4 separate regions of the Sus scrofa genome follow, and regions 2, 3 and 4 are each linked to region 1. The links are chromatin contacts, called in public HiChIP or PLAC-seq and promoter capture Hi-C maps. All regions are on one chromosome and are shown on one strand. Each heading gives the region's core, a stretch centred on a gene start, on an enhancer-like site or on the middle of the called end of the contact. The rest is flanking DNA. Distances are from core to core; before and after follow the strand shown. Region 1 holds the start of SLC9B2 (mitochondrial sodium/hydrogen exchanger 9B2). Region 2 holds the start of MANBA (beta-mannosidase). Region 3 holds the start of UBE2D3 (ubiquitin-conjugating enzyme E2D 2). Region 4 holds the start of CISD2 (CDGSH iron-sulfur domain-containing protein 2).

What was found. Promoter capture Hi-C pulls out the DNA fragments that hold promoters and counts their contacts. HiChIP or PLAC-seq counts read pairs in DNA pulled down with a chosen protein or histone mark.
Region 2: a contact with region 1 is called in a promoter capture Hi-C map of liver, with 4 times the contacts expected there. The contact joins the promoter of MANBA here to the promoter of SLC9B2 in region 1. A contact is called at or near these places in 2 of 5 promoter capture datasets (fetal liver and liver), 3 of 47 Hi-C or Micro-C datasets (heart right ventricle, liver and skeletal muscle) and 2 of 2 datasets of contacts at active chromatin or transcription factors (alveolar macrophages and skeletal muscle).
Region 3: a contact with region 1 is called in a promoter capture Hi-C map of fetal liver, with 2.9 times the contacts expected there. The contact joins the promoter of UBE2D3 here to the promoter of SLC9B2 in region 1. A contact is called at or near these places in 1 of 5 promoter capture datasets (fetal liver), 2 of 47 Hi-C or Micro-C datasets (fibroblasts and skeletal muscle) and 2 of 2 datasets of contacts at active chromatin or transcription factors (alveolar macrophages and skeletal muscle).
Region 4: an H3K27ac HiChIP or PLAC-seq map of skeletal muscle shows a contact between it and region 1. The contact joins the promoter of CISD2 here to the promoter of SLC9B2 in region 1. A contact is called at or near these places in 1 of 5 promoter capture datasets (fetal liver), 1 of 47 Hi-C or Micro-C datasets (heart right ventricle) and 2 of 2 datasets of contacts at active chromatin or transcription factors (alveolar macrophages and skeletal muscle).

Annotation. Positions count from the first base shown.
Region 1 is chr8:117,994,458-118,000,771 of Sscrofa11.1, forward strand. SLC9B2 (mitochondrial sodium/hydrogen exchanger 9B2) reads left to right here and starts at 2,320. Exons shown (of 11, transcript XM_021100729.1): 1 at 2,320-2,823. It overlaps BDH2 (3-hydroxybutyrate dehydrogenase type 2), which reads left to right. Exons shown (of 10, transcript XM_003129285.5): 10 at 1-762.
Region 2 is chr8:118,248,482-118,254,795 of Sscrofa11.1, forward strand. It overlaps MANBA (beta-mannosidase), which reads left to right and starts at 2,641. Exons shown (of 18, transcript XM_003129294.6): 1 at 2,641-2,939. The coding sequence starts at 2,763.
Region 3 is chr8:118,215,785-118,222,098 of Sscrofa11.1, forward strand. UBE2D3 (ubiquitin-conjugating enzyme E2D 2) reads left to right here and starts at 2,440. Exons shown (of 6, transcript NM_001078673.1): 1 at 2,440-2,494; 2 at 2,580-2,611. The coding sequence starts at 2,440.
Region 4 is chr8:118,161,851-118,168,164 of Sscrofa11.1, forward strand. CISD2 (CDGSH iron-sulfur domain-containing protein 2) reads right to left here and starts at 2,845. Exons shown (of 3, transcript XM_013989389.2): 1 at 2,628-2,845. The coding sequence starts at 2,730. It overlaps LOC106504757 (a long non-coding RNA gene), which reads left to right and starts at 2,944. Exons shown (of 2, transcript XR_002346468.1): 1 at 2,944-3,114.

The sequences.
Region 1 (6,314 bases), core at 1,070-3,569:
AGATTTAATCCCTGGCCTCGCTCAATGGGTTAAGAATCCAGTGTTGCCATGTAGGTCAAGGATGCAGCTCAGATCTGACATTGCTGTGGCTGTGGTATAGGCTGGTGGCTGAAGCTGAGATTGGACCCCTAGCTTGGGAACTTCCATATGCTTTTGGTGCAGCCCTAAAAAAGACATTCGAATAATAATAACTTTTTTAAAAAATGAACACCCAAGGCAGGAAGGTGCTTGGTTTCAATAACTTACATTAAAAGGAATTTAGATTCAGAACTATTGTTGATCTGTTATATAAAAGAAATATAATCATCAGATGTTTATACTTAATGTATGTCATCACTTATAACCAAGTACTATTTTGTTAGTCTAAAAAATCTGTATTAAAATAAGCAATATTTGACATGGGCATAATAAACATAGTTAACTAAACTGCAGTATTGTCAGTTTGAGAGATACTTTACAGACTAAGTATAGATTTCTTCATCAAATTCCAAGATAACAGGCAAGAGAACATGAAATTTAGAAATAATCTCTGGATAAGTAAACAGAAATGAATTATATAACAAGAAACAAGAGTTTCAATAAAAACTTTAAATTCATAGATGATAATTCTAGACTCAGAATCAGAAAATTATCTATAACAGATTACTAGGGAGAAGGTTTTTCTTTTTGTTTTAGGGTTTTATGTTTGCTTTTTCTTTGTTGTTACCTCAAAAGACCAAGTGACTTAATGCACATATAGATAATAAATGAGCAGTTCCTCAATCTTTTGTTTTCAAACTGTATTTAATATTAACAAGGAAGATTTTGAAATGGACAGTGAAAGGCTAACATTTTATGTATGAGGAAGAACATGCATTTGATGAAGACGAGTCAAAACTGAAAGCAAAGGACATTTTGACTAGCATTCCTAAAGAGTTCATTGATTATGATTTGCTTTAGGGTTCTGGACCAGATATTCCACTACTGGATCACCTATAGTTTGGTTTTTTACCTAGACTCCACATCATCCACTTTGTCTTGGATTTTAGTTTTTTGCTTTGTGAAATTAGGGAACTGGGCCAAATGATTGGGTTTCTTTTGATGTATCAATCAACATGCTATAACTTCTTATCAAGTGAAGTAATACAACACTGAAGCTTTTAAGTATTTTATGAAGTACTTACATGCATATGTGAACGATGAAAAAATGAATTCTAAATAAGCATGTGATGGATACTGCAAAATGGATTCTAACAATAGCAAATGTTTCCTCAGAGTTAGTTCTTTCAGAGAGAACTCTAAACTATAAAACATTATAAATGATAAAAGCAAAGTAAAGCTAGCCAAAAGTTCCTTGTTCTCCAAAGTTGTGTTAATCAAATCGGGTGATGTATCATGAAGATCATATGACTGAAAGATAAGGAAAAATACAGTTCATTCCTGCGGGAAGAGGAAGCTGGATGTCACTAGAAACTTCTACAAGCTTTAGGAGAGGAAGTGTTCTGTTTAGAAAAATAATCATTTTAGGCGCTCTGAAGAAGTTCATCCATTCTCTCCTAAAGGAGGACCTGAGAGAGAAGGAGTGGGTTTTGTCTAGTGGAAACATTTATGTGACATTGTCCGTCTTGCCTGAAAAACGGTGATTAAAATTGGCACTTGGTTAAAGGGTGAAAAACAGGTAAGACAATTTTTATTTCTTAAAGGAAATGAAAATTACCCCCGAAAGGGCGCACGCGCATATACACACATTTAGTTAAAGGGGGGAGGAAGGATTATAAAGGAACGGAAGACAAGGTAATGGAAAGGAGAACGAAATGCAAAAGAATCAAACTGCTGATGAACAGGTGAAAACCTAAACCCATACAGCAAGAAGGGCAAGTGCTAAAGAAGCGATAAAAGGGAGTTCCCATCGTGGCTCAGTGGTCCGACTAGGAACCATGAGGTGACAGGTTCGATCCCTGGCCTTGCTCAGTGGGTTAAGGATCCGTGTTGCCCTGAGCTGTGGTGTAGGTTGCAGACCCGTGTGGCTGTGGCTGTGGCTGTGGTGTAGGCTGAGGCCACAGCTCCGATTGGACCCCTAGCCTGGGAAGCTCCATATGCCGCGGGAGGAGCCCTAAAAAAGACAAAAAAAAAAAAAAATTAAAAAAAAAAAAAGGGAGAAGGACAAACAAGTCTTTTATCCCACTTAGTCGTTCACTAGTAGAGAGAATCTCGTCTTCCCGCCCCACTGGAGAAGACACTTCTAAAGACGGGGGTTAAAACTCAGAATGTAGAGGGGGACGACAAAGCCAGCAATTCGCTGCCCGGGCCGCACTCCTGGATGCTCAAGAGCCAGCGCTGCGCGTCCTCGCCCAGGAGCTCGTCCTCGCCGGGCGAGACGACGCCAGGGTCGGCGCGCGCTGGGCCACCATCCTCGTAGCTTCCCAGGGAGGCGCGCTCGTCCGGTCCCCGGGGGCTGGCGGCGCCGCCCGTAGGTCCCGAGAAGTGAGCCAGCTGTCCTCCGGGTCCCCTAGCCCCACGCAGAGCCTGAGTCCGCGCCCTGCAGCCCCAAACCTGCGGAAAGCGCGTGGGGCCAGTTACTGCTGGGCCCCGACCCGCCCGGGCTCCCTGCAGGGACCACCCGGCGGGTCTCCGTCACCGGACCGCCTACGCCGAGCGAAGAAGGCGGGGCTGCGGGCAACCGGCGCCCCGGTATTTGCAATAATTGCAGCCTCCGGCGCTGCCTGGGGCGATGCGCGACCCGGAAACCTAGCGCGCAAGGTTCGACCCGGCTCCCCAGAGGACTTGTGAGCCACTTTGCTCACCCTTGGGGCCGACCCGGGTGCCTGGGCCCCGGAGCGCGAGGTGAGTACCCCCTCACCCCCGAGAGCACTGGGGGGTAAATTAAACCCGCACCCGCGGCGGCAACATGTAGGCCTTGTGGGCCAGAAACCGGGAGCCGAGCGCCCAGCGCCTTCTGGTTGTGCGCAAAGGGGTGGCTGGCTGGCTGGCTGGCTGGCTGTGTGTCTGTCTACTGTAGGTAGTTACTGGAGTAGGTTCTTATTATTTGTTTTTGTTTTAGTTCTCAAATCCACTAGAAGTTGTTGCTACTGTGGCCTAGGGTTAGCACCCCTGATGTGCTACGACTAATCAGATCCTACTGATTGGGGAATATAAATAACCTCCTGCTCTTAAGCGCACACTGCGTCTGAGGCTTTATGTGACTTACCAGGCATCAGCTTGTTATCACATCCTTGTTACCTCACCATAGAATCCCGGTATGTTTTGTTGCCCTAAAAGATTCATAGCAGGAAGGCATCATTGACTTTAGCCTCCCATCAAGAAATCCAGGACACCAATGGCTAGAGACAGAGCAGGTAGCTTCCTTAGCCAGGTCTACCTCTGTTTTCTCTGAGAGACTAAAACCCCCTTTCCCCACTCCTCTGTCATGCGGCCTCCACCAGATTTTACTGCTGCTGTACAGTATCTCATGAAGTTCTGGTTTACTGCTTCTAAGTCAAGAATGAAAGTTTTTAATTTTGCAAATACCTGTGCATCTCCTCTGGGCCAAGCAGGCATGGGAACAGGAGATGCAAATAGGAATTTAATGCACTTTCTGCCATTCAGGAGCTCAAAATTCAATGGGTCAGAATATACCTAACAAGTAACGAGGTAGTGTGATTTACCCTATGCTAATGATGTGAGCAGAGTGGCTGATTTGTATATTTTCTAGCATATTAAAACCTTTAGAGTTACAATCTTACTGACTAGATTTTTGCCTTTTTAGAATGTCCATAGAAGGCATGATAGAATAAGGGGGGAAACGTCAGTGACGTAGGCCTGAGTCGGGGTCAACACTGAGAGTTGCTGAGCTGGATATGGAAGTTTGGCACTTCACACTCCTGCCTACCTGTGCCTTCTGGTGTAGGAGAAACCGGAAAGCAAAGAATATTTCCCAGACGCTCTTCCAGAGTTCTGGCTGTGTAGGTAGGGTCCAGCAAGTAGATGACTTGCCTGTGATTTCAAAGGCAGAGGTGAGGCAAGTGTCTCTTTACCAGCGTCCATTAGCCGTGCTCTTCAGTACACTCCTTGCTATTTTCAGCTGTTTTCTGTTGGCAGAGAAGGTACACAAGATATCAGTGTCCAGTCTACAGTGTTGTGGATATTGGCTGGGATGTCCAGCAGCCAGACTCAGCGTGCCGTGTTGAATTACCAGCTTCCTAGCTTGTGAGGAGTAGTTGAGGGAGGGCACGAGCACATTCTGAATTCCCGGTCCAGACAGCTTCCAGAGCCCAGCTTCTCAGGGTTACAGCGTCAATGTGTTCTTGAACTCCACAGTCCCTCTGAGTTTCCTGATTGTGGCAAAAATAGTATATTCCGGAGTTCCCGTCGTGGCGCAGTGGTTAACGAATCCGAGTAGGAACCATGAGGTTGCGGGTTCGGTCCCTGCCCTTGCTCAGTGGGTTAACGATCCGGCGTTGCCGTGAGCTGTGGTGTAGGTTGCAGACGCGGCTCGGATCCCGCGTTGCTGTGGCTCTGGCGTAGGCCGGTGGCTACAGCTCCGATTCAACCCCTAGCCTGGGAACCTCCATATGCCACGGGAGCGGCCCAAGAAATAGCAACAACAACAACAACAACAACAAAAGACAAAAAAGACAAAAAAAAAAAAAAATAGTATATTCCATGGTGGTTCATTTACTAGTGTTCTAGAAGTCACTCCTGGAGGCCTAGCCAAGAGGCAACACTTGTAGGCCTTTCAACAATCTCTAGCCTGTCAACAATTCACTTAATTCTCTATATTACATCTTTCTGTTTAAAATACTTGGCATGGTTTCTGTTTTCTGCACAGACTCTGAATAATATGTTTGTAATGTAGCTTCTGAAAGTCACCTAGGAGTTTCCTGGTGGCTAGTGGGTTGAACATCTGGCATTGCCACTGCTGTGGCATAGGTTTCATCCCTGGCCTGGGAAATTCCACATGCTGGGGGTGCAGCCTCCCCCCAAAAAGTCACCTAAACCTAATCTCTTCAGTTTTTTTTAGGTGGGAAATAAAACCATAAGATGAATCCAGGGGCTGGGAGCAATTTGAATGTCTTCAGTTGGGCTCTGCCCTCTCTGCTTGCTACAAACTGCCACATTTGAGCTGGTCCCTGAAGGTATTTGAGTTTATTATGCATAGACTAGATCATCTCAGAAATCTCTTGTTCTGCAAGTATAATACAAAAAATTTCTTCATTTAAAACGTTTTCAGGGAGTCCCCCTCGTGGCTCAGCAATTAACAAACCCGACCAGGGTCCTTGAGGACACAGGTTTGATCCCTGGCCTCACTCCGTGGGTTAAGGATCTGGCATTGCCCTGAGCTGTGGTGTAGGTTGCAGATGTGGCTCAGATGCCACATTGCTGTGGCTGTGGTGTAGGCCAGCAGCTGCAGTTCTGATTCAACCCCTAACCTGGGAACTTCCATGTGCCTCCGGTAGGACCCTAAAAAAAAAAAATAAAGTTTTCAGGAGTTCACACTGTGAAACAACAGGATCGGCCACATCTCTGGAGCACTGGGACATAGGTTTGATCCCTGACCCGGCACAGTGAACACCTGCAGATCTGGCGTTGCCACAGCTGTGGCATAGATTGCAACTGTGGCTCGGATCTGATCTCTGCCCTGGGAACTCCATATGCTGCAGGGCAGCCAAACATGGAAAAAATTAAAATTTCAGACTATGTTCTATAATAAGCGATTGTTGACAATCTGGTTCATGACTAACCGTTCCCTACCAATTCATAATTGGTAGGCTGCTGACTCTTGGTTGGCGCACAAACCCCAATGATAGAACGCATTTTTCCTCTGTGGGAAAAGAATTTACACCATGTTCATACAAAGCCCAGGAACATGGTATGTGGGGAGACAGAGCTGCCATGCACTTGGGTAATGAGGGAGCATTCTTTGTAGGCATGAGTCGTACGTGTTAAAGAAAGTGCAATTGTGATAAGTTCTAAAGAGTTTTTAACAGTCTTCTAAAGCTATTAAGTAATATTTTGTCAATATAATAAAAGCACTTTGCTTTTATTTCTGTTTACATTTCTGTGGTTCGTAAGGACTGAAAGGTTTGCTTTACCAGTTTCCCTTACCTGTGCTCTTCAGTACACATATGTTTTTTTCTCAAGGAAAATTACATAAGAGGAAGATAAAGTACTGGGGGGACTTTACTGGGACTCCATGATGTATCACGTACTGGTGTAAGGTTTGCTGTGCCTTGGCATTATCGTCATTCTACAGATAAAGAAAATCATGTAGGCTGGCTAAGTAATGTGCCCCAAATGGCCCAATTAGGAAGCAGTGACACCAGGATGTACACTCA
Region 2 (6,314 bases), core at 1,391-3,890, 250 kb after region 1:
GATTCCTGAGGAGTTCCTACTGTGGCGAAATGGGACTGGTGGCCTCTCTGCATGCATCAGGACACAGGTTTGATCCCAGTTGGCCAGGTGGGTTAAAGCATTGCTGTAGCTGCAGCACAGGCCACAACTGTGGTTTAGATCTGATCCCTGGCCTGGGAACTCCATATGTTATGGGGTGGCCAAAAAAGAGAAAAAAAAAAAAAAAAAAAGGTTCCTTAAAATATTTCTTTTTTTTTTTTTTTTTTTTTTTTTTGTCTTTTTCCCTTTTCTTGAGCCGCTCTCACAGCATATGGAGGTTCTCAGGCTAGGGGTCTAATCAGAGCTGTAGCCTCCGGCCTGCGCCACAAACACAGCCATGCCAGATCTGAGCCGCATCTGCAACCCACACCACAGCTCACGGCAATGCTGGATCCTTAACCCACTGAGCAAGGTCAGGGATCGAACCTGCAACCTCCTTGTCACTCTTGCCGCTATAAGTCTTGTTAACAGTTTTGAACAGACAAGGGCAGGCCATTTAGTGCCATGAATTAGGGAATATTATGTGAATCGAGAGCTCCATTCCTATCAAAAGAATAAATGCTCAGAGTTCCCATCATGGCACAGTGAAAATGAATCCAACTAGAACCATGAGGTTTCGGGTTCGATCCCTGGCCTTGCTCAGTGGGTTGAGGATCTGGCGTTGCTGTGGCTCTGGCGTAGGCCTGCGGCAACAGCTCCAATTCGACCCCTAGCCTGGGAACCTCCATATGCCATGGGTGCGGCCCTTAAATAAATAAATAAATGCATAAATAAATGCTTATAGAGTGAGGAAGCCTCTGAGATAGCCAGAGTCTTTCCCCCTTAATATCAGTGGGCTCTGCTGCAAGGAGACTAAGAGCCAGGCAAGGAGAGTTTGGGTACTGTCTGCTACTGTATGACAGTCAAGTCACCTGACCCCTCAGGTGTAAAGCCGGAGGCTTGGGCTGGATAATCTAAATTTAGAACCAACATGCTAGGCTTGTGAAAAATGCTGACTCCGTGAAGGTAAAATATTGTCCTGTGTCTACAGATTCAGGCAATTTCAGGCATTTACAAGGCAAAGCAAGGCTTGGATTTGTTGAGATGAGAGCTACTCCACAGATTTCCATTCAAACATGGAAATAAGGCAAATAACATCAACAAAGAAATAGGTCTATTTTATGCAGTATGAAATTCCCTCTTAACTTCCCAAATCACAGTTACATCTTAAGGCAAAAATGGCACTCAAGTGCCACTAGGAGACTTGAAAAAAATGTGTGGTGTTTCTTGGGTACCTTGGCATTATTAGGAAACACCCAAGTGTGTTAATTAATTTTATGCTTATAACAAAAAGAAAAAAGAGTACTGTCTCTATTTTTGAGTTCAGGGAATGGAGGTGTAAGAGATTTTGTGGCTTGCCTAAGTCCCACAGTTAGTGATTGGCAGAGGATTTTTTTTTCTTCCACCTATTTTTGGCTGGCCTGGGGCATATGGAGTTCCCCGGCCAGGTATCAGATCCCAGCCGTAGTTTCAACCTAAGCCACAGCTGTGGCAACACCGTCTCCTGTGCCTGCTTGGCCAGAAATGGAACCTGCGACCCAGCGCTCCCAGGAGGCCAAGGATCCCATATCGCCAGAGTGGGATTTTAAATTTGCCTGTGCATTAAGTACAGGTTTCTGGAACCTCAGGAACCTCTTCTATGGAGCTTTATAAATCAGGAGGTTGTAGTCCACTAACATGAGGCAAGCATGCTGTGCTTTCTCTGGGCTGGGCCCTATGTTGCATGCTATACATGAATTTTCTCAGCCTTCACCAAAACCGTGCAAATTAGGTACTTTTAATAATTGCTTACTTTTTTTTCCTGCTACACCTTTGGCATGTAGAAGCTAGTTCCCGGGCCAGGGATCAAACCTGTAACATCAGGTCGCAAGAATGACAACATTGGACCCTTAACCACTAGGCCACCAGGGAACTCCAGTAATTGTTTACACTTTGTTTTTGTTTGGCCAAGCCTGCGGCATGTGTATGCTCCCGGGCCAGGGATCGAACCCAGGCCACAGCAGTGACCCAAGCAGCGGCCCAAGCTGCTGCAATGACAATGCCGGATCCTTTACCGCTGCGCCACAAGAGAACTCTAGTCGTTTACTCTTTGAAGGACAGCCTCTGCTCTGAGACCAACCCGTGGAGCTGAAGGATTTGATTTGGGCGTTACCTTTGCCAGGCAGATCCCTGCAGCACAGATGGGAGTCTGGGGAAATTTGAGAGAAAAGTGGTGGAGTGTCTTGGTTTTGGGTCCTCTGAAGCAGTGAGGAGCCTCTCTACCTGTAGTCTCTGCACACCACTGTCTCTGAGCTCCCCAAAGCTGTGTGCCACTTTGCGCCCTGAGATTTGTGTGTCTCAATTACCGTGTACGGTTCTCGCTTCCCATTCAGACCCCAGAGCAGGTGGAATCAGTGTTGAGGGCGCAGACTGCAGCGGTCCGAGTCCGGAGCTGCGCACGATGGCAGCGGCTCTGGCCCCCGCGATGCTCGGCCTCGCCAGTCTGCGCGATTTCCGCATCCTCCACTAGCCAGAGGATCCAGGGGAGCAGCTTCGGTCCCCACAGCTCAGCTGACCTGGAGGCGGGGCCGAGAGCCGGGGGCGTGGCCGGGGCCGAGGGCGGGGAGACCTCGAAGCTGGGCCCTTCTGAAGGCACCGTGGCTTCCGCAGCCCTCGACCGCGCGGGGGTTCTTGCCCTGCGGGTGTCTGCGGTGCCAGCCACTGGCATGTGCCTCCGCCTGCTCCTGCTGCTGGCACTGTGCAGTGCGGGCCCCGCTGCCGCAGCGCTCACCCTCAGTTTGCGGGGAAGCTGGAGGATCCGCAGCGGGAACGGCTCCCTGGAGCTGCCCGGGAAGGTTCCCGGTTGCGTGCATAGCGCCCTGTTTCAGCGGAGGCTCATCCAGGTACTATCTGCGTCGCCTGGTTGGGAGCCTGCGCTCGCGTCCCCCTTAGTGCTGAGAAGGGCCCAGAAATGGCCTGGCAGTCCTGAGTACGGGACTCTTCTCCTCGGTTTGGCACTAACTTCCCGTTTGCATCGTGTGGTTTGCAGGGGGAAACGCCGAAGAGGCAAGTGTATCTACAGTTGAAGAGCACAGCTGGGGTCCGGGCTGATTAGAAACTAACCTGTCTGTACAGCAGTAACTCAGGAAAGCGGAGGTTTAGCCCGGGTAAACAGCTCTAACCAGGGTGTTATTGCCATAGTTATCTGCTGAAGGGCGGATAGAAAGGCTATACCGACAAAGCCTAAGGCGGGGGATTATTGTTTCAACTACCTGAACACTGCAGGGGACTATATTCAGCAACGTCTCAGTTTTTCACTTTTGCTGTTAGACGCCAGGGAGACAGATTTGGAATTGACGCAGTGGCACGTAGGTTGAGGAAAAATGAGACCTACAAGTGTAAGGTTAGGGTCGTCAGTGCTAAAGTAAAGGCTAAGTAATTTATTTATTTAGCTTGTTAGGGCCTCACCCGCGGCACGTGGAGGTTCCCAGGCCAGGGGTCCAATCGGAGCCACAACTGCAGGCCTACACCACAGCCACAGCGACGCAGGATCCGAGCAGCGTCTGCGACCCACACCACATCTAACAGCAAGGCCAGGGATCGAACCCGCAACCTCATGGTTCCTAGTCGGATTCGTTTCCGCTGCACCCCAACGGGAACTCCCAAGGCTAAGTAATTTTTAAGGCTGGTTGAGATGTGGAGAAAGATGCTGTTTCCTCTCAGGGCATGTGGTATGATGTGTGTGTCCCAACATTCTTCAGTTTATGTTCTTCTTGTTGAGGTTGTTTTCCTGTTTGGCTGCCTGTGGGCAGAGGTTTGCAAACAGACTGCCACCTTCCACTGTTTTTTGGTTCCAGATGTTGCACTTTTTTTTTTTTAAATCTGTTGCGCATCTGTTACGGCTTTGCCTGGACAAAGTGTGCTTGATAAGTAATTTTGCATGCATCATCCCAATCCTTATAACAGCTCTGTGGAGTAGGTCTTAGCTGCATTTTATGGATGATGTGGCGTTATGGAGCCCAGAAAAGTTCTAAGTGGCAGAAATGGAATTCTAAGCCAGCCTGGTTTGACTCTGAAACCTTCTGTACTGTACTACACTTAACCTTGGTGGTTTGAATAATCCTGTGTTTTTGAAGCACTGCTGTTGACTGTCAAGAATATAATTCAAGGTTTACTTAAATGACACCATGACAGTCAGTCAGGGTTATACAAAATTTCTGATCTGGTACCATTAGTTTTTTTTTTTTTTTTTCCAGGAATGTATGTCAGAAAGGAAGCAAATGTCAATTACACTGCCCATGGCCCAGTTTTTTTTTTTTGAGTGATTATTAAACTGAAGTACTTGAACTGGTTTTAATTAACAAATTACTGATGACATAGACCTTAGTAAGACTTCACTTACACATACTTTGAAAATGCATGTGTTTATTTTACATGGTCTCTCCTTCCCTCATTTTCCTGAGTGAATTAAAGCAGTGGGAAATCATTAGTGGCTGTAGCAAATCAGATTATTGTCTCATGCTATAGGGCTGCATATCAAGAAACATGGTTGGGGAGATCTCACTGTAGCACAGCAGGTTAAGGATCCCGAATTGTCTCTCTGGTAGTGTGGGTTTGATCCCTGGCTGGGTGCAGGGTGTTAAGGATCTGGCATTGCTGCAGCTGTGGTGTAGGTCTCAGCTGCAGCTGGGATTCCATCTCTGGCCCCAGGTACTTCCTTATGCTGTGAGTATGGCCAAGAAGGAAAGAAAGAAAGATAGAAAGATAGAGAAAGAAAGAAGGAAAGAAAGAAAGAAGGAAAGAAAGAAAGAAAGAAAGAAAGAAAGAAACAAAAGAAAGAAACAAAAGAAATAATGTTTTGATTACTAGTTAATTAGTGAATGAGGTGTTACTAGTATGAAATAACTGACTTTTCCTCATGGGAATAATTTACAATGTCTATTAAATCTGTTACAAAATTCTAGGAACAGTTTCGGTTTCAGTAAGGTAGATAAAAGCCTTAAAAGGTAGTGGGATGAGAGAGAGGAGGCTTTTGAGGACTGGGAAACTCTAGGCCTCTTGACGATAATCATCCATATCGTTATTGAGTAATTTGATGTTATTATTCTACCTGCTTTATTATAACATCTCCTTTTGGTGTTGACCTCAGGAAATTCAACAGTTTAGAGCAGACACTGGCCCAGATACCGTGTTTACATGAGAACTTGAAACCTATCTTGCCAAAGCCATTCATTTAGGTATTCATTCACCTAATTATCTCATAAATATTTAGTCAGTACCTCCAATGTGGTGGGTCTTATTCTCGGTGCTTGGAATCAAGTGGTGAAGAAAATAAAGTCTTTGTCCCCGTAGACATTCTAGTGGAAGAAATAGACAGTAAACACATTAATAGACAACATGGTGACAGAAGAAGAATAAAGCAAGTTAAAGCAAGAGAGAGTGAAGGCTGTTTGGGAAAGATTCTGCTTTTAAAAAGCTGGGCAAAGATAGCCAGTTACATAAAGATCTTTTGGTAAGTTCAGTTTTAAGGAGAAGTGCATTTCTAGAAAAAAGAAAAAGAGAAAGCAGTGGGGAGGGAAGGGTAAGGGAGAGGCTTGAGCTAGAATTCCAGGAATAGTGCGCAGGACAGTGTGGTGGTGGCCTGTGATCTGTGGCTGTGGACTGGTGATGACTTCAAAGTAGGCATCTAGGGCAAATCAATCATGGTTTTTAGGCCACAGGGAAACACTTTGGATTTTTTTTTTTTTTTTTGGTCGCCCTGCAGCATATGGAATTCCCAGAGCAGGGATCAGATCTGAGCCACAGTCTTGACCTAACTGGATTCTTTATCCTCGGAGTCAGGCCGGGCATCGAACCTGCATCCCAGAGTGCTCCCAAGATGCCATCGATCCCATTGAGCCACAGCAGGAACTCCAAAACACTTTGGATTTTATTTGGCAATGATGGGTTTTGAGCTTGGAGTTACATGATTAGCTGTATCTTTTCAGAGGGTCATACTAGCTGTCACGTGAAGACTACAGTGCATCAGAGTAGCAGCATCGAGACCAAGTAGGGAATCTTGGCAGGCAAGAGATGATTTCTGACTTGGACCAGGGTGGCAGGACCAAGGTGGCAACAGTGACATTGTGAGAGAGGTTGAGAACACATTTGAAATGGAGAACTAACGGGATTTGTACAGTTGAATTTGTTAATGGATCGAGTGTGTGCTGTGAGAGAAAGAGGATTTAAGGAAAACTTTTAGGATTATTTGGTCTGAGCAGTTGGTTAAATAGAATTCA
Region 3 (6,314 bases), core at 1,190-3,689, 220 kb after region 1:
GTAAGTTTTTAACCTTAAAATAACCTTTCTTGGACTCTTATGTTCCTTAAGAGGAAATTAGACTGTGTGTGTTAGCTTCTGGTTTATCTTTTTTTGGTGGGCCAATTAAACAACAGAACAAAAATTTATATGGTCTTTGAACGTGGAAAAACTTAACATCAGAGACTGCTTGATTTTTATCTACAATAAAGTACATACACGTTGAGAAGGTGTTAAAAGTAGCTTGCTATTATAAAGTGGCTGATCATGGAATGTAAATAAGTGCTTTACGAAAAGGTCATGTGGATAGTGATTAGTTTGAGGTGCCAGTGTATTTCTTTTTCTTTTTTTTTTATAATGGCCAAACCTGTGGCATATGGAAGTCCCCAGGCCAGGGATTGAATCTCAGCTGCAGCTGTGACCTATGCCTATGGCAAAGATGGATCCTTTTAACTCACTGCACCAGGCAGGGGATTGAACCCCAGCTGCTGCATTCAGATTCTTAACTCACTTTGCCACAGAGGGAACTTGCATTTCTTTTTTTTTTCTTTCAACTCAAAAAAACTGATTCAGTTCTGAAATACTTCTATGGGTTTTTGTTTTTTTTTTTTTTTTTTTTTTAAGATTCCTACTGATCAGAATCCAAAGTGTTTGGAATGATACATGTTGAACATATGAGGGTATATTTACATAGACAGCCATAAAAGTCTGATCTGATTTCCATCAACTTAATTAAGACTGAATCCTGGTATCTTTGGCTACCTTGGTAACCATATAAGCAGTTGAAGTTTGAGTTTCAGAAGCAAATTGGCAAAGGCAGTGTTTTGTCCCAGTTTTATTTTTGAGATACAACTGATATATGGTGTAATAGATGTACAACATAATTATTTGGTATGTGTATATTACAAAATTATTACCCCAAGGACAATTCTTCTGTATTGGTTTTTATTTTTAATTTTATGGCTGCACCCATGGCATATGGAAGTTTCCCAGGCCAGGGACTGGCTGCAGCTGTGGCAGTGTGGGATCCTTTAACGTACTGTGCCAGACTGGAGATGGTACCCGAGCCACTACAATTGGCTTCTTAATTAGCCCACCATACCACAGCAGGAACGCTGGATTTTTTTATTTCTTATTTTTTATTTTCTTTGTGCAGAGAGTCTAGACTGATCATTTCTGAACAATTGGCTATTTTTTTGAAGTCCATTTTGTTGACTATGTTGTAAAAGCAAATATTTGCTCTAGTTACCTTCCTGCAATGTGTACTCTCTGCCTTTTTCTTAGTAAGTCCACTATTAAGGGTCTATGAATCACTGTATTGTCAAAGTTTCTGTATCAGTATCTATAGATAGAGTTGTATTGAGTAAGAAGAAACTTTAGTTTTCTTACTGTATTATCCATATGGGTTATGCACAGGTTATGGAAAGGCTAAATACATACTTGTTGGAAATGGTCAAAGGTCAAATGGAATTGAGGAAAACGGCATGTTCTGCTAAGAGCAAACTTTTTTCTACCTAAAGAGGTAGATTTTTCCAGAGTTTTATTTAACACTGAGTAAAAGACAAGACTGAGTTGAGGGAATAAGGAGATCAAACCAAGACGAGTACTTAACTAACCCAATGAGAGATTTTTTAAGTGGAAAATGGGGTAGTGTGGTTTAGAAAGAGTATTTAAAACAGTAGAAACAAGGGCCTCTGGGATAGTTTCAAAAATTCAGCAGTAACATGAATGTTGAGAACTGCCCAAAATTCTTAAGCTAAAAAGTATCTGATTACAACTTTCCATTTTGTAAGAGAATAGCTTTTGTTTATGTACAGGCATACCTTGAATATACTGAGAGTTTGGTTCCAGACCACCACATAGAGCAAGTAGTCACTTTGTTTCCCAATGCATATAAAAGTTATTTTACACTATACTGTAATCTATTAGATGTGCAATAACATGTCTAAAAAATTTGCATACTTTAAAAATACTATATTGCTTAAAAAAGGCTAATCTGAACCTTCAGCAAGCTTAAATTTTTTGCTGGTGGAGGGTTTGAAATACTGTAGGAATTATTAAAATAGACAAAGTGAGCAAATGCTGTTGGAAAAATGGCATCAATAGACGAGCGTCTAGCAGGGTTGCCACAAACCCTCAATTTGTTAGATATAAATAAAAACTACTCCCCCATGCAGTGTCGGTGAAGGACAATAAAGCAAGGTATGCCTGTGATAAAAATTCATATTGATGTGTATGCTTTTATGACCACCTAGCCCCAGTGTATGTTCGTAAATTGCTATACTTAGTATGTCCCAGGAAGTGGATGGGGTAGGCTACTTATGTTTTCTTTCCTAATAGAATGTATTGTTACTGTAAATTGTGATTATATGTCCCTTAAAGAATGACTCTCAACTCGGCTAGTGTTTTCTGTTATGGTTACATGACCCAGCATTTTCTATCTTGGTGTAGGAACTTAGTGATTTGGCCCGTGACCCTCCAGCACAATGTTCTGCAGGTCCAGTTGGGGATGATAGTAAGTAATTTTCAAATGATTTTTGTGGCTAGTTTCAAAAAAGTTTGTGCATTTATAGATAATAACGAGTGTTTTCTTTTTCTAGTGTTTCATTGGCAAGCCACAATTATGGGACCTGTAAGTACTGAAAATTATGTTCTTGTTTTTAATTAAAAATCCAGCATTGATCTAGTTAGAGATTACTACTTAGTTTTATTTTATTGCATTGTAATTATATTTTGGGTTTAAACATAGTTATGGCTTTTGAAAGAAACAATCAGTCATTTGTTGAATACACTGTGTTTGTCCCTATGTCTGGGTTCTAAAGTACAGCATTTCTATGGCATATTAAATATCTCTTCTTGTCTAATATTCTTTCATAGCAATGTAAAGCATTGTCGCAGAGCTTCTGATTTATAGAGCCTGTTAATTTTCTGTCTATACCATGGTGTTGCTAGAAGACCTTGGCTTTGTGTAGCTGACCAAAAATCTAGCTTAAGTGTATTATTTGATATTTGATTTTTATAGAGCTTTAGCATCACACAAAATTTGAATATTTTTAGGTAGAAAGTGATATTTTGAATACAGCAAAATTCCTTTCTATCCTGGGTAGATAAGAAACTGTATATGCTGGATAATTGAATATTCAGAATTATGGATACCATCTAAGAATTTCACAGAATTAGAGCGCAGTAAAACATCCTGGGGTAAGACTGTATCTTGCACAATACTTAAACTTTTTTTTTTTTTTTTTTTTTTTTTGACTTGGAAGGTGCTTAAGGATTTCTATTCTACGTTATTGTGTGTTACTGAATTTTCTGTTTTCTTCCCCTTTTTTGCTATTCTAATCTCAGTATAAATATCAGTAATGTACTAGGTGAGAATAATGATCAGTAAGTAGGTACTTAGGATTCTAAAAGAGGAAATGCTCTTGGGAAAAAAAGTTAACCAGTGGGTGGGTTGGATCAGGAGAAGATTATTTAGCAGTTCTGATTATAAATCAAATTTGGGGGGGTGGGAATTTAGTTTAATAATTTGAGATATGTCTGATTATCTTAATGAAACCTACAGAATTCAATTAATGACCAACTTAATGAAACCTGTAAGTTCCCAGTTATCTCGGTCAATTTTAATGTTTTAAGTGCTTGGTTTTGTCTCATTCTGTGAAAAAATTGTGATTTTATTTATTTATTTATTTTTCCTTTACATGCACATAGTTTAACTCATGACTTACCCTGTTTGCCAACACGAATATTCTAAAAGTTGACAGTCTGCATAAAACTCTGACTTAGGCCCTCATTCCACAAGCAGTGATGGCTTGGGATGTGGTAGCAGCTGTCTCCCTTTTTCACATGGGGTGTGTATCTGCCACAGTTGCTACTAAATCCCCTTAGACACTGGTATTTGCAATTTCTAGAATTTTCCCATTATAGATCACCAAGTTTCAAAGGAAAAGAATTCACTAAAATGCCTTACCATATCTACCAAGTAAAGCTTAATTTTTAATTCAGAGGATAATATAAGGTAGTGTGACATTATACCATGGGTGTGGCCCTTAAAAAAAAATCTTGATTTTGGTTTTTAAATATTCTGTTATTAACAAAGCAAAAAATATGTTTATACCATAACTGCATAGTTTTGCTTTAGTGACATTTTCTCTGAAATACACTTGTTTTCTCGGAGGTTAATTCTCACTGGATTTCAGGAATGAGTCAGACATTATAAAAACTCATTGAAAATGCAAATTTTAATTGTACTCTTCATAAATAAGCACCTAAGTTTAGATGCCAGCTTATAAATAGTTAACAGCTATCCTTACCTATGAAATGTATCAGTGAAACAGCAATTTTATTTTGGCTTTTGACTGCACTTTTGACACACCATCACAGTTTGGATGGAATTTCGTTAGTATGCCTACTTTTACCCTAAGTGTCATGCAAATGTGACCCAAACAGTAGGGCTGGTGGTGACATAACAATCCATAAACTGCAGATTAGCTGGGACCACAGATGTTACCAAATTATACTTTTTTGCTTTGGAGTATTTCTTAGGTCAAAGTGAAGACAATATCACAGAACTAAAGATTTCTGGCTTTCTAAGGAGTGGAGCATCTACTTTAGATTTCAGTCAGGTTACTATTGGATTTTGGTGGGTTATGGTCAGGGTATGTTCTTGATCATTGAGCAAAAATGCTTGTTTCTTAAAACCTATGTGCTAGCTTATTTCTGAAGGTAAGATACTTCGGAAGCACAAATACTGCAAAAATTAACCTTTGAAAGAATTGGCAGTGCGTTGCTAGTTATGTGCTTTTTAAACTTTGGCTGGTTTTTTAAGAGAAATTTCCATGAAGATTTGATGCAGTGAGGAGAAACTAACTTCCTTACCTATCGTTTCTGGTACATACATGTACGTTCTTGAGTTTTTTAATGGGAATGGAACGGGCAGAATTTTGAGGACCACGCTCAGTTCTGCCTAATCTGTGTTAATGTAGAAGTAGTATATCTGTGAGTAATAATAACTTTCAACAGCCTGAGCAGAATCAACTACAAAAATCATCTGAAGTAAAATAATTGCTCTATATATAGGTATTGTTTTATTGGTCCATAAGGGTTAACTTTTCAGTTTATATTAAGTATATTGTGTTTTTCATACAAAGATAAAAACTCCTCTTCAGTACCATTCTCTTTACAGAGCTTTATAGTCTAGTGTAAGAAGGAAATACAATTAAATAAGTTCCAGTCATGTTGGGCAATAGTAATTGTGTACAGAATAAGGTGGTGAAAAGGGGCAGCCAGCAGTTTGAACCACAGGGAAGTCTGAATTGTAAGATATTTAAGCATACGATGGACCCTACGGAATAAGTAGGGTCCTGCAGATAAAAGAATATTCCAAGAAATGGAAGACCACTTGAGCATTAGGGGGAGGCATAAATTGGAGGGAAAAGCCAGTGATGCCAGGAATAGCAGTAGTAAGCCATGGCCATAATATGGACAAAAGATAATAAGATCCTTGAACTTTGGCAGTGGGCATAAAGAAGGAGTCAGGAGACTTAATGGCTCTTTGGGATTTGGTAACTACTTTGAAGAGTTGGGTAAGAATCAGTGATGAGATCCTGGTTTGTAGCTTTACTCTTGTGGTTTGTGTTCACATGAGACATCTAAGTCGAAATATTCAATAGGCATTTGAGTATATGTCTTGGAATGATTAATAGAGGCAGATTCCAGAGTTACCAAAATAAGTGCAGGACAGGAGACAGAAGCAGAAGATGGATCTGTAGAAATACCAGTATATTATGGTTGCCTTAGGAAAAGAGTACAGACGCTGAGAGAGGAGCAGTTTTGACTGATTGGAGGTAAACCAGGGTAGATGGTTTCTAAAGAAGAGATCGAATTCTGGATTTCTAAGATTTGGGTCAATTTGCTGGTTAAGTATTATTTTTTTTCTTGATGAATTTTTTTTTTTTGCTATCAATTTATAGTAATTGGGTAAGGATTAAATGAACTATATTAAAGTGTCAGGTTGTGGTTATTTGCCTGACATCCACAGTGGGCATAGTGAAGGCTCCTGTTAGCACTGTATACACGGTCCCTCTAATGGAGAGGAATAGGTGCAGATTACTGCACATTTTCAGATACATCTAAACGTTGGCTCTTTGCATATCCAGAGGCAATTGGGCAACTCCACATATTTTTTTTGGTAGCACCCAGAGCCTATGAAAGTTCTCCAGGCCAGGGGTCAGACCTCCATCAGAGCCACAGCAGTGACCATGCTGGATCCTTAACCCACAGAATCACAAGGGAACTCCATTTTAAAACAGGAAACTTTGACCTTAAAATCCTTG
Region 4 (6,314 bases), core at 1,595-4,094, 170 kb after region 1:
GAAAAATTATGTTCCAGTTTTTTGTTTCAATAAAAGTCTAAGATGGATTCTATAAGTGGCTCATTCAAGACAGGCAAATGTCATGAGCTGTTACCGTCTAATCAGAAAGGGAGACTTGGGAATGGAAATTGGTCACTGAAGTTTTTCCTCCATAGCGCTGCTCCAAAATAGATCCTGCACTGTTTTTACATCATTGTCCAAAAGAGACTCTTCTTTTTTCCATAAAGTAGTTATTACAAATGTTAATGTTTCCTAAATAAAAAGGCAATTTACAATGTGAACTAAATTGTATACACATTGCAATGGGACCAATATATGTACTATTTAGATATCAAAATGTCATTATTTCTGAGAATCATCTTCACATTAAATATTTAACACTTTAAAGAGGAAGCTACTATAAATTATTGATTCAAGAGACAAAGGTTTAGGTTGAGTTTCCTTAATGCCTTTAATAGAATTAAATATTTGTTGACAGAAGGAATCTTTGAAGGGAAAAAAAAGGTCCAAATATCTTCTAGTCACTAAATCATACTTCCAATCTGCTTCAACTACACTGTACAAAAAACTGAAACTAATATAAAACCAGCCACAACCAGAATCAAAATACATAATTCAGGTTAAACTGGATTGGGGTGGGAGTAAGGGGACTTTTTTCTTCTTGACAGTTAAAAACTCAGGAGTAAATTTATGCAAATTATTAAGTTGGCAACTGGGAACAAATGTCACACAATTATCCTGTATCCTTTTGACTCAGTATTACCCTTTAGCGAATACATTCAAAGGTGTAATTCAAAGGAGAAAAAATAACAATTGGTATGGAGCAACTTACCACTAAACAATATGAATAAAATATATACACAAAAACATTCCAAATTTCCAACTGCAGGAGAATGGCTAGGCCTACTATGAGGTTAATCTAAAATAAGAGTATATATACAGTTGTTAGAACAAGATGAGGAATACATTAAAATACATAAAGTACTTCAGTAAAAGAAATGATAGGGTAAAAAATTTTACATAATTGCCACAATCAGAATAAACTAGTAGAATCAAAAGAAGACTTTGGTGTTACAATCAATTGATTTGAAATAGTTTTTTCATTTTATGTTACTTTTATGTTGCTTCCTATGTTTAGATGTTTCTTTATAATGTTTATTATTGTTACCACACTTTTTATTCAAAATCATGCTTTCTACTAAACTTAATATGTAAAAGTGTTAAAATCTCAAAATCCATTTGTCAACAGAGTAAATGTCTCTAACCATAATTCAAAGATTCTCTAGATTTGGAAGAGTCATCTAGTTTACCCCTAAACCTACCCACCACCAGACACTGCCTTTATTTTTTTAAACCTCTGAGAGGGCATAGCTCTCAAAGTACCTATGTTTGGGTAAAGTATTCTCTAATTTAAAAAAATTAATGATCCCTTGTATTGGATCTGAAATCCCTCTTCAAATAACTTTCAATAATTTGACTCTAGTTCTGTCTTTTGGAATGCACAGAATAAATTTTATTTTTCTTCCATCAGCGTTCCAAATACTATATTTTGGAGTTCCCGTCCTGGTGCAGCAGAAACGAATCCAACTAGAAACCATGAGGTGGTGGGTTCGATCCCTGGCCTCGCTAATGGTGGAGGTTGCAGACACAGCTTGGATCCCGCGTGGCTGTGGCATAGGCCAGCAGCTACAGCTACGACTGGACCCCGAGCCTGGGAACCTCCATATGCCGCTGGTGCAATCCTGAAAAGCCAAAAAAACAAAAAAACCCAAATACTATATTTTAAGTCAGGTATCATAGGTCTCCAGACTGCTCCACGATAAGCAACCCTATTTACCTCAAAACTGTCTTAATTCATGCTTACATTCCCTGATAGGACAGTGTTTGCTTTATCAATACGTTTTGTCCCCTCGTCAACCTAGTCGGTCCCTGAGACTGGTTTACAAATACCCCGCTTAAGCTGTAGTGCTCAGAAGCCAACAAAACCTTTATTTCTGGTCCATCATACTAGCCAAGATATCTTTCCTCCAACTCCAGTTACCTAAACTGCCTCCAGGCCCATAGCAGTAGAGTTGACTTCAAATGCCCCCAAGGTAGGTTAACGCTCCCCTACGGGAAAGGAGTTTCTTTTTTAACTTGGTTACTAAATAAAACTTCCAAATACCTATTACACGTCTGTCTACGTTTCTCTCCCTCCCACTCACACCCCCACGCTGTGGGTAAAACCCACAGATGAGAGCTGGGACGGCCTGGCACACAGCGCCTTGGATAACGAAGACTCATCGTGTTCTAAAATAAACAAGCAGGGAACGAGAGAGATGAAAGAGATGGGACTGTTCCCAACTCAGCACCTTCTCTGCAAATAGCCGGCTCTCACCACAGAAGACAAAGGAGACTGCCACCAGGATTAGCACCCGATGTCGCCAGGTACCGAGAAGTGGCCTCACGCAAGATCCCAGGCAGCTGTATCTGCGCGCGCCCACCTCCCTCGGAGCGCGGGATCACTGGGTCACGCGCCCGCCGCCAAGCTCCGCCCCGCCCCTCAGCCCGTAGATTTTTAGATTCCCGCCCCCACCCTCCGCCTTGGAAACTTGCAAGGATGGGGACTGGCTGAAGGCTGGCATTACCTGTGAGCCGGGCGAACCCGGTAATGCTCTCCGGGATTGGGAGCCGCTTAAGATACGCGGGGAGCTGCACCTTCACGATCCGGGCCACGCACTCCAGCACCATCCTGACCCGCGGCGTCCTCTCTTTCCCCGACCCCAGCCGCGCTCGGGCCGACCTGCCGCGCCTGCGCCGAGAGCGGAAGCGGCCCGCCGGCGCTCGCGGCCTGGACCCTGCTGGGGCGGGGCTCCGGGCCCGCAAGCCGAGGTGACCTGCCGAGTGCCGATTGGCAGTGGGCGAGTGACGTGCGCGCCCGGCGGGTGCCGCGGGGGCACGGGCGGCCGCGGGAACTGACGGGTAGCGAGGCCGGCCTTGGAGTCTCGGTTTTGCAGAGGGCCCTCACAGTGGGCCTTTAACATCTGCGGACGCTGGAGGCCCGCAGAAAGGATATTGTGTCCGATGAGATAAAGCACGTGAGAGTGCTTTGTAACTGGATGGTGCCTTTCAAAAGTGAGTTTCTCCTGGCATCTTTTTTTACTTCGACTCCTCTCATCTCGGCCTCTTCCCAGCCGCGACCCCAGGATTGTATTCACCTAAGCGCATCTTTCCCCTCTACACTCGCGGTGCCTTATTTCGCTCTGTCATTCCTTCAGGCCGGGCTTTAAGAAAGAAGTTAAAATTACTTTACCTAAACTAGGAACTGCTTCCAGCTCTGCCCCTTGTTTGTTTAGTGCAACGCTGCTCTGAGGCTCCTTGCCACTCTCAGTCGAGACCCGTGAGAGTCTTTCTTTGGATAATTTCAGCTCCTTCTGCAGATCAGTTCTTGTTTAGGTTGGCTAAAACTACGAAAGTGTAAAAGGGTATTAAAGGTTGATGGTTCCCTTCATTTTATGTTGCAAGGCTTCTGCTACAATCGCAAGTGTCGGTGGAGATGTTCAATTTTTATTTATTTTTATTAGCACCTGAAAAAAATAATTAAAGGGTGAAAGGAGACAGCTTCAGTCTCTTGAAGCACCTTCCTTGACATGCCTTTGTTTCTTGTTTTTGTTGAAGTAAAATATCCAAAGTAACGCACTTGCTGATTGCATGTTGTGTATCTCAATACACTGCCACTTTACAGTGCTCAGCCCCACTTGACTAACAACATACAATAACAAACTGTGCAATGTGCAATATTTCATCTTGTATGATTTAATGTAACAGCCAGTTGTGATTATACAGGTTTTATTTTTCATTTTTCCATTAGTATTTTCATCCTAAAGTGTGAAAGTGAAGAAATTATTTTTAAAGCAACTTTTCATTCCTTGGACTGTTTAATATTTGTGGTCGTCCTTCACTAAAAAAAAATTATCAGTAAGAGAGTTAGTTTAAACCTAGATAAACTGATTTTCTATCATTTTACTTCGATCCAAACTGTCACAGTAAAATGACAATGAAAATTTCTATGAAGGTGTTTAGATACAAGTTCATGTTCATGAGCTAGAGCAGTGTAGAAGATGGTATACAAAGTAATGATTTAAAGGTTGGCGTTTACATTAGGATTTATTTTCAGTTTCCTCTTGGGAGCTTACTTTTGGTTTGATGGGTTTATCCTGAAAATGATCTCAGACATCCTAGTCTTTGAGCCTGTTTTGTTGGGGAGATGGCTGAGTCAGGCATGTGTTGGTCAAGGGGCCATAAGGTGTAAGAAAAGCTTGGGGGTCACTAAAAGTTTGTTTCTTAACTAGAGTCTTTGTTGTCTTGACAAGAACAAAACAAGCTGTGTTAAGTGAGATTCTTAAGTCCTCTAAGAAGTTTTTCTTTAAAGGAATAAAAAATGTATACCTCAATTAAGAGATATAACATAGTAAGATGCTGTACAATTCGATGTGATCAACACCCAAATCCAAATATACGGAATATATCAAACACCCCATAGAACTTCTTTATGTACCTACTAACTATCACCGCCGCCACTGTTCTGTCTTGCTTTGCGTGTTCTTGAACATCATATAAAAAGAATTATACTCTATGTAGTTTTTCTGTGATTGGCTTCCCTTGAGCAGTGGACAGCTGGCTTGCCATTTCCAAGTAGAAGAAATGTAGTGAGTGGAAGTCTATAAGGATGAAACACTTTTTTGGAGGGGCTTAAAATTTTAAAATGTATATTCCATCTCCCCCACCTTTTTTTTTTTTTTTTGGCCACTCCCTTGGCATGTGGATGTTCCTGGGCCAGGGATCAAACCCACACCAACAGCAGTGACCCAAGGTGCAGCAGTGGCAACGCCAGGTCCTTAACCCACTGAGCCACAGAGGAACACCATGCATTAGTTATTTCTAATGCGTTACATGCATATAAAGGGATATAGTTCCTAACCCTGGCCGTTAAATTCTTATTGTGCATTATAAGGAATATTTTCTTAGATTCCCTTTATTTAAAAATTTAAATTATGCTTCATTCGTATTTTTAATTTGCATTTCATTTCTACAACCCCTGCCTTTTTGGCATTCATACAAGGTTTTTTTTTTTTTTTTTTTTTTTTTTTTTTTTTTTTTTTTTTTTTTTTTTTTTTTTTTTTGGGCTGCACATGAAACAGAGAGGCTAAAGGAAACATGGTTCCTAAACTAGAAGTGAACTAAAGGAACAATTGTTCTATAGAACTGACACGGACTTATCTGACCACTTTCTGATGTAGTGTCCAACAGTATCTGGCTTTATTAGTGATTATTTCTTGTATTTAGACTCCATCTCTAAAGTTATGACCAGAAAGGCCAAACAAAATAAGCAATATGTGAATAAGGTTAAAGGAGTTATTATGTAGTGTTCAGAGCTTGAGTGAGGATTGATAATCTTCTGCTTGCCTTATGTCCTAGCCAGGCCCAGATCTTTCATTTCTTTACATTCTTTCCTTCTATCAACTCACCTAGTCCTATGAATTCAAGTATGATCAGTAATTGTTATAGCCCAAATCTCTTTTCCAACCCAGATGTTTCTAATCCCAAATGTCTCCAGGACATCTCTGGACATCTTTGCCCATTTTTCTATTGCTTTGCTCATCTTTTTCATTGATTGATGTTTTCTGCATAGTAGTAAACCATTGCCTGTAGTGGTTGCCTTTCATCTTCCAGTCCATGTCTTTTATTTGACTTGGTTTTTGGTGATTTTTCTTATACTCAAATTTAGTTTGAATGTTGTCAGATTTATTCATCTTTTCCTTTATATTTTGTGCTTTTGGAGTCTGGCTTAAGAAATCCTTCCTAAAAAAAAAAAGAAATACTTTCCTACCTCAAAATCACAAAGATATTCATCTATCTTTTTGCTAAAGGTTTTAAGCTTTTATTCTTCATATTTTTTATACTTTATTCTTCTTTTTCTTTCTTTTTTTTTTTTTTTTTGGCCATTCCCATGGCATATGGAAATTTCTGGGCCAGGGATCAAATCCAGGCTGCAGCTGCAACCTACACCACAGCTGCATCAGTGCTGGATCTTTAACCCACTGTGCCAGAGCAGGAACTCCTTCTTTATTTTTTTTAATCAACCTACTATTTTTGTGCCTAAGGCAGAGATCTAATTTTATTTATTTTATATATGAACAATTAGTTGTTCTGGCAGCATTTATTGAACAGTTTAACTCTTACGGTTTGTAATGTCATCAATCTCAAATCAGATTTCTACATATCCATGGATCATTTATTCTTTTCCATTGGTCAATCTGTACGACCTCAATGAC